2 separate regions of the Cricetulus griseus genome follow, and region 1 is linked to region 2. A link is a contact called in public Hi-C data. All regions are on one chromosome and are shown on one strand. Each heading gives the region's core, a stretch centred on a gene start, on an enhancer-like site or on the middle of the called end of the contact. The rest is flanking DNA. Distances are from core to core; before and after follow the strand shown.

The links. Hi-C and Micro-C count contacts between places; a contact is called where the count stands out from the background.
Region 1: a Hi-C map of the CHL-YN cell line shows a contact between it and region 2, with 6 times the contacts expected there. The contact joins the enhancer-like site here to the promoter of Dusp1 in region 2. A contact is called at or near these places in 4 of 8 Hi-C or Micro-C datasets (the CHL-YN cell line, the CHO-K1 cell line, fibroblasts and 1 more).

What each region holds. Positions count from the first base shown.
Region 1 is chr7:47,355,581-47,359,428 of CriGri-PICRH-1.0, reverse strand. No RefSeq gene overlaps it. Among named protein-coding and RNA genes, the nearest start is that of Neurl1b, 54 kb to the left of the region's middle. Within about 2 kb of position 1,783, at least 1 of the 6 cell types and tissues checked has open chromatin away from gene starts, as enhancers often do.
Region 2 is chr7:47,299,164-47,303,200 of CriGri-PICRH-1.0, reverse strand. Dusp1 (dual specificity protein phosphatase 1) reads right to left here and starts at 2,204. Exons shown (of 4, transcript XM_027425190.2): 1 at 1,668-2,204; 2 at 1,293-1,438; 3 at 712-931; 4 at 1-359. The coding sequence starts at 2,034.

The DNA.
Region 1 (3,848 bases), core at 534-3,033, 57 kb before region 2:
TTGAAGGGGTTCCTCAATCGGAAGGAGAAACTGGGTCCCTGGAGTCTCCTCCTTCAAGGCTAGGCACAATTGGTAACTAGAGACCAAGCCCTGGCTTGGCCCCTCCTGTACTATTTGCTATCCGTGACCATAGAACAAGCTGTTCCTCGGGGCAGTGGGAGGATCCATGCTGCCCATAGGAACTGGAGCCTGAGGATATGGGAGAAGGAACACAGTGCTTGCTCAGCAGACATTTGTGGAAAGAGCCAGGTGGCAGGAGCATTCTGACCCCTCGTGTGCCCTGCAGTCCTTATAGCCATGGCAGTAGGCAGCTTGCTGTTCTTCATGTTCACAAACGAGAAAGCTGAGCCAGAGCAGTATCCAGTACAGTTAGCGGCCTTCACCTGTCTCACACTGACCCTGAACCTGGCTTCCTCCATGCCAGTGTTTCTTAAAATGTGGTCACCAACACAGCAGTGGCAATATCTGGACTTGCCAGAGATTAGGTCATGGGTCCCCAAGTATGCCAGAGTGCTCCGATACACAGACAGCCATGCAAACCACTGCTCTATACTAGCCAGCCCTCTCTGGGATGTGGGACACACACTTGGTGGGAAGATGAGGACAGTGGCAATGGGATGGTAGCCGCAGAGTTCAAGGAAGGTTCGTAACAAGCCAATCTGCTGCAGGAGGGCTGGGCTGGTGGCCTTGGATGAACAGAGCCCCATATAGGTATTGCAATTTCTATGCCAACTGGAGCTTATCAGACAAGCCCCAAGGGCTAGGAAGAACTGGGGGTTCTCACACTCACCCCAGAAGACCACCAATGAATGATACAGGTACTCAGGCCAAAACCCTCACCTCCAGAGTAGGACCTGGGAAGTTGCCATTTGGACAGGACTTGCCACCCAGTGCAGGCTAACACTTGGGAACTCCTGCATAGAAGGCTTTGGACTAGACAGCCCCGTGGGAACTGGTTTTGTGACCTGGTATAAACCTTACCCCTCTGTGCTCTGGGGCCCCTCTCCACAGGAGTTAGTCCTGGTAGAAAGAGTTGGACTCGGGGAGCAGATTAGCTTGTTACGTCTAAAGGGGAAATCGTGATAGAGGTGAGGCAACACACGATAAGCCACAGACTCCTCCAAGCATGGTTTGTGAACCTGAGGCAATAGAGAGCCAGAGAGGAAGTTAGCCCAAAACAGGAGCCATCAAATTTGCATTTTCCAGCATTACAGCCTGAGCGGGCTGAGCTGAGGAGGAGGGAGAGGAGGTGGCGCTGGGCACCAGCTCTGAGCCACACTGCTTAAGTTCAAATCTCTGCCCCACCCCCACCCCAAGCCGATAGCTGAGGAACCCGGGACAATTAGCTTAACCCCCTAGTGTGTCAGTGGCCTTATCCGTCAAAGGGATATGAAAGGCTCATGAGAAGAATTCAAGGACCGGTGTGAAGTCCACAGCCAGTGTAAGTGTTCTATAGGCTCCATTGGCAAAGCCATTATCGTTTCTCTGTGAGCAGAAGCGGGAAGTCAACTACCACAGGAATGTAAGCATTCTGAGGACCAAGACAGGTAGTGTGTTCATTGAAGGCCCTCTGAGTAGCTCTGGGGGCAGTGTGGCCCTCTGTCACATTAGAACAGACCCCTTCCCCAACCTCCCAGGAGTGTAGGCCACCTGCTAGAAAGAGAGCTAGCGGGAATGCTGACCCTGTCCTCCCTAAGCCCTCAGCCCAGGCCTGCCCACATGACCCAGCTTCCTGTTTGTGATACCAGTGTTGGAGGGAGGAAATCAACACCCCACCCAGGGCTAGAGGGCAGGAATGTGGACGTGCTGACGTCAAAGCTTGTCCCAGTTCTGAAGAGATGGGATGGGAAGGGCTTCCTGCAAGCATTGAGCCAGCCTGCTCTGCAGGAGCAAACTGATCTGTGGGAGCCCACTCATTACTTTCTCTGTGGGCTGCTGCAGGGGTGAACTAAAGCCCTGCCCCAACACAGCTGTAGGACCTGGGCAAACCACTTCATCCTTGCAAACCACACTTCTCTCTTCTACAGGACAAGAAGGTCAATGCCATTGGAGCCAGCGTACCCATCCGATATGAGAGAAGGCCCCGCCCCCCATGAACCTGCTTCTCACTTCAGGAGCCAGAGTGACCCTTGTCTTCAAGAAAGACACAAGGCCCCCTGGAATGGAGCCTGCCCTGACTGCTGTGAGCTCCTGTGCCGGAATCTGCCTGGCTGGCAAGGCAGGGAGAGGAAGCCAGTCACCTAGGCATGAAGTATTTCCGGAGGTGGCTAGGAGGAGCTTTCCCAGCACTTGTGCTGTGACTCAGGCTGAAGCCTGGACTCAGGCACTTCCTGGCCCAGTGACTCAGTTTCCCCCATTCTACAGAAGCATCACACACAGCACAAGGCTTGCTTTTCACCCTTGAAGAGACATTGAGGCAAGGCTATTGAGTATCAGTGGGGCCCTTCAAATACCATGCTTGGAGGGCCTACTGTGTGCTTGTGGCTTTATCCATGTTTGCGCTTGAGTCTCAGTAAAACCTAAGGAAATTGGGAATATTATTGACCCCACTGTGTGGAGCAATAAGCAGGCCAAGGAAAGGAAAGAGATTGCCTAAGATCACAAAGCCAAGAAACAGCAGGGCCTCTCTTACATCAGGGATGTATCCTTCATTGGAGGTATCACCCGATAGTAGTAAGCCGTGCCCTTGACTCCAGCAGGTGGTTGTTTCAGGGTTAGCTTCCCCACCTCTACCCGACAGAGAGAAGGCCTCCTGCTCCACTCTCCAACCTGACCCTCTGTCTGCTTTCAAATTTGGTCACACATGCCGTAACAACTTGAGTCAAGTCTGGCCTCCTTTCTGTAGTGGACCGCTTGTGTCCCCAGGTGCCAGTCAGGGTCTGGAGTCCTGTTGTCCTCTGTCCTACATGCCAAGAAAGGCACCATCTAGGTTCTCCACCCTATGAGACTGGACTTCCCAGCTTGGTACTGGAGGAGAGGTGGCATGGAGGACTGACACAGAAAGGCAGGCCAACGGATGGCCCTAGGAGGGCAAAGCACTTAGGAGACCAGGAATGGGCCTGCCTGGGGCCCACATGGGCCCTCGCTGGTTTTCTGCCCTCCTTCTCCATTCCCCTCTGTCTTTCCCAGGATGCCACTTAGCCCCACTTCGGAGCCAGAGATACCTGGATTAGAATAGAGTTTGGCTGTTCCCCAGACTTGCGACCTGGGTCATGCCCGTCTAACCTGACCTGCGTTCCCTGGTACTGCTACACAAGCATGAAAACATCCAGTTTCTGATGAAGACATCACATCTTTAAAAATTCTAATACAACCTGCCGTTTGACAGAGCATCCGCTTAATAGCCTCTGGCCCTAGATAGCTGGTGTGGATTGGCCTCTACCTGTAAATAACCATCCACACTCTGGAGGGGCTCGGTGCGTGACCCTAACAGCCCCTTCCCTAGGTGCCCAGCAGGTGGCAGCATTGGCCCCTTGTTGACGCACAGACATGCTCTCCGGAATGTTTTGAAAATTTGCAGGATTTTTTTTTTTTTTTTTTTTTTTTTTTTCCCAGCATAGGGGTTGGCGAGTTATACTCGCAGTCTCCACAGAGTTTCACGCTATTGGTGGTGAGGAACTAGGTTTAAGAGTTGAAGTCTCCTGGAGGATTTCCGGCCCGCTAATCCCAGGGGGCCATGCATCCTGCTGCTCTCCCCCTCGAAAGGCTGCCAGGTCTAGCTCTGTGGGAAGAAGCAGAGGAAGCTTCAACCTGGATCCCCCTCCTCCTGATGCCCCGCCTGCCTTTCTGCAGCCCGGGCTCTCTTGCCTTCTCCACCCCCTTCCTCTCTCCCTCCCTTTCTTCCTCTC
Region 2 (4,037 bases), core at 955-3,454:
GGAGGTCGTGATGGGGCTCTGAAGATAGTTCAGGGCACTGTTCGTGGGGTGGACGGGGATGGAGACGGGGAAGTTGAAGACAGTGGTGGTGGAGGTGCCCCGGTCAAGGACAGCCATGGCAGGACTCCCAGCTTCAGCAGAGCAGTGCGGGGCCAGCACCTGGGACTCAAATTGCAGCAGCTGGCCCATGAAGCTAAAGTTAGGAGAGATGATACTCCGCCTCTGCTTCACAAATTCAAAGGCCTCGTCCAGTTTCACTCGGTTAGTCCTCATGAGGTAAGCAAGGCAGATGGTGGCTGACCGGGAGATGCCGGCCTGGCAATGGACAAATACTCTCCCTCCAGCATCCTTGATGGAGTCTGGAAAACAAAGTGGTGGGTTACTCAAAAATTCAGGAGACCAGCCCAAGCCCAGGTCAAATGTCTAAGAAATGTCTCGTGTGACCTGTCCAGATATGGCTAAGGATCAGCTTCGTGCTATCATATGGACTTCGTATGTGCATTGTGTAAGGGATAGCAAGGGATTTAAACCCAGACTAGGTATTTCCACTTATAATCCTGGGCAAGTCAGTCAGTTCAGCTATCTGAGTCTGGCTTTGCTACTCGTGAGGAAGAAGGCTCAGGTGAGGGTCAATCAAGCCATCACCCAAGAGGCTGGACTCAATGGTTACAGTGAGGACAGAAAGCAGAAGTCCCAGACACCTTCATTTACCTATGAAGTCAATTGCCTCGTTGAACCAGGAGCTGATGTCAGCCTTGTGGTTGTCCTCCACAGGAATGCTCTTGTACTGGTAGTGACCCTCAAAGTGGTTAGGACAATTGGCCGAGACGTTGATCAAGGCAGTGATGCCCAAGGCGTCAAGCATGTCCTTCCGGGAAGCATGATAGGCACTGCCCAGGTACAGGAAGGACAGGATCTCCACTGGGCCCCCCTGGAATCCAAAAACAGTCCAGCATTCATCAAGCTTGTTCAGAGTTAACAGAGTACCCACACCCACAAAAACTCCCTACTGAAAAAGGGAGTTTCAGACACTGGTGACCTCAGCATAGACGGCATATTAAAATAATAATAAAGAATTAGGTCCATTGGCTTGGACAGAGCCAACAAGCTCTTATATGCCAGCAACTGGGAGACTCAGCTCCATCCAATCGCTTCACTGTGGAATAAAAATTCCCATGTCCCCTCAAGTATAACTAAAGCTGCAGCCACTTTCTGTATTCTCCCTGACACAGCCCTTCCAGACCTCTGCCACCCCCTCCCACCCCCCCACATAGACGGGGACTCTTACTAACCTGATCGTAGAGAGGGGTGCTACAGGAGCTGCATCCGGATTCTGCGCTGTCAGGGACACTAGTACTCAGGGGGAGGCTGAGCCCCATGGGGGTGGACTGTTTGCTGCACAGCTCGGGGCAGGAAGCCGAAAACGCTTCATATCCTCCTGAGAACACAAAGGAACACATTTTCCCATTAGCATCACCGACACAGTACCTGGAGACAAGTCACCCACCCACCAGAGGATGCGAGTTTACATAGAAGGCTCAGGGAAGTCTTTGTTCCTGGAGCCAAACAAAGCCAGTGACAAGTCCCTGGAGACTGGACACGGGCACTCCAGGTGGGACGACCCTTTCCCAGCTAATGGCAGAGGTCCTGCCAGAACGAGCGCGTACCTTGGAGGAAGAAGACTTGAGTGGTGCGTGCTTCTCGGCAGAGCGCGCCCGCAGCTAGGGCTAGGGTGCCGTCGCGCTTGGCGCCCTCCAGGGCGACGCTGCGCTCGTCCAAAAGCACCACTGCGTGGTAGGCGCCGGCCAGCAGGCGGCCGCGCAGCTCGGCGTTGGGCACGATATGCTCCAGGCCCATGGCGCCCTTGGCGCGGCGCCGCACGATGGTGCTAAAGCGCACGTTCACCGAGCCCGCGATGTGGCCGGCGTTGAAGGCGAAGAAGGAGCGGCAGTCCAGCAGCAGGCACTGCGCAGCGCGCTCTCGCAACAACGCGCGCAGCCCTCCGGCGTCCAGGATGCCCACCTCCATCACCATGGCCAGCCCCAGCGACCCCAGCGTGCCCGTCCCGCGGCCCTCCAAAAACAATCTGTCGGTCCGACGCGGTATCCTTGTGGCCCTAAGTCCCCAAGTGCTCGCTGCTCTGAATCTAGTTTCACTGTGCGTCCCGCCCGCCAGTCCTTCGCTGCGCGCTCAGCTCTGGGAGCGCGGTTTTATGTGGCCTCTCGGGGGCGGTCCCGGGCGCGGCGCCGGAGGAGGGGGAACGGTTTGTTTGTTTGAATGGCGATCACGTGACATGTTGGTGACGTCACCCACCCTGCCGGGCTTGGCGCCGCCGAAGCCAAAGGCAAAGACGTCATCGGCCTGGGAGCGGGTCGGCTTTGCACGCTGGCTCACCGCCCGGCCCCCACCCTGCTGTCCGCCGGCCCCGCTGGCAGGACTGCGCGCTGCCAGCCCGGGTGGTCAGGACGCGCGGCCTAAGGACACGCCCGGGGACACCTGCCCGGCTCCCCTCCCCGGGTCTCCGCCGAGAGCGTAGGAGCACTGCTGGGACTACGGTCTCAACTGGTCCTGCTCCCGCTGTTGGGGTATTGGCCCGGGCGAGCGGAGCGGGGAAGGGGAAGGGGTAGAGAGAGGTGATCAACTCGGTAAACCCTGTGGCTTTACAGAGGACAAATGGCAAGAGTCGAGGCGTCCTTCTCTAGTGTCACTTTAAACTGTTTTACGACGAACATGGGAAAGTACCTCCAGGCAGCCCCCTACCAGAATGTTATCCCTGCCGCGGTGGTCTTTAGAGGACTTGGAGCCAAGAATGGAAGGGTTGAAAGATCGGGTGTGGAGCCCAGGTTTGGCATTTGGGGCGATCTGGACAGGGCTCGACAGCGCCGCCCAGGGACCACCAAGCACTTTGTAGCGTGGCTCCAGAGGTTGCTGCTCCCCGACTCCTCCTCATGCGCGCGCGCGTGCGCGTGCGGGTACAAACAACTTTTGTTTTGTTTTGAGACAGGGTGTTGTTTTGTAGCCCTGGCTGGCATTGAACTCACAGAGATCCTCCTGCCCCTGCCTCGCCAGTGCTGAGGTTAACGGCATGCACCCCCAAACCTGGCTCTTCATCTGTATTGAACAGAAGCTGGGCGCACTAACGACCCATGGCTGGGGCCTTGGAATCCGCTCCTATGGAGGCCAAACTCTACCCGACAAACCCAGGTCCTGGTAATCCAGAGTGGCTGAACTCCTAATCCAATCCCAAGGCGCCTTAGGAGTATTGCCAAGACCTGTACCTTGGCACCCAGGAAGACCCCAATGGGGTCTGTGTCCTTTCCCCAAATTGGGGCCGGGAGCCCCAACCACGACACCACGGAGTTGGATACATAAACATAAACATTGCACCACTCCGCAGGGGCGCCGAGTCAGGAACATTCTGCGGTTTCTTCCTCTCTACTAGGGGGAGGTGTATTACCGGTCACCAAATGTTGTTGCTCTGCAACGTCTGTCCACTTTGGCCTCCCCTAGCTCTTGCGTTCTGCCTAGATTCTTTGTAAATTCGGGGTACTTTATTTTTGAAGGGCATTTTACCTTCCTATGAGCCTTGATCTAAAAGAGCAGCAAAGGAGTCAGATAACACCACCCTCCCTGCATCTCAGCGACAGAAAGAAAAAAAAATTATTTATTCCACTTATTCAGCTGAGAACCTCAACATATTTTTGTGTTGAATCATAAAATGTTACAGCTGCTGCTGTTACGAACTGCATACCAACTTCATTTTTTCATATATATATATATATATATATATATATATATATATATATCAAGGCTATCCATTGTATCTTTCTATATCCAAAGTTTTCTAAACGACCTATTTATACAAATGCAGTGGCATGGTCTGGTACTGAAGTTAAATGTCTGCTGGTCCCCGTGGAGTTCTGCTCTCTTCCCTCCCTGGAAGAAGCATAAAAAGTGGGCTGGAACCCGGGGGAAAGTTGACTGTTGGAGAGCCAGCCGTTCTCTTTTCTGTTGAGCCTTCAAGGCAGTATCTGTAC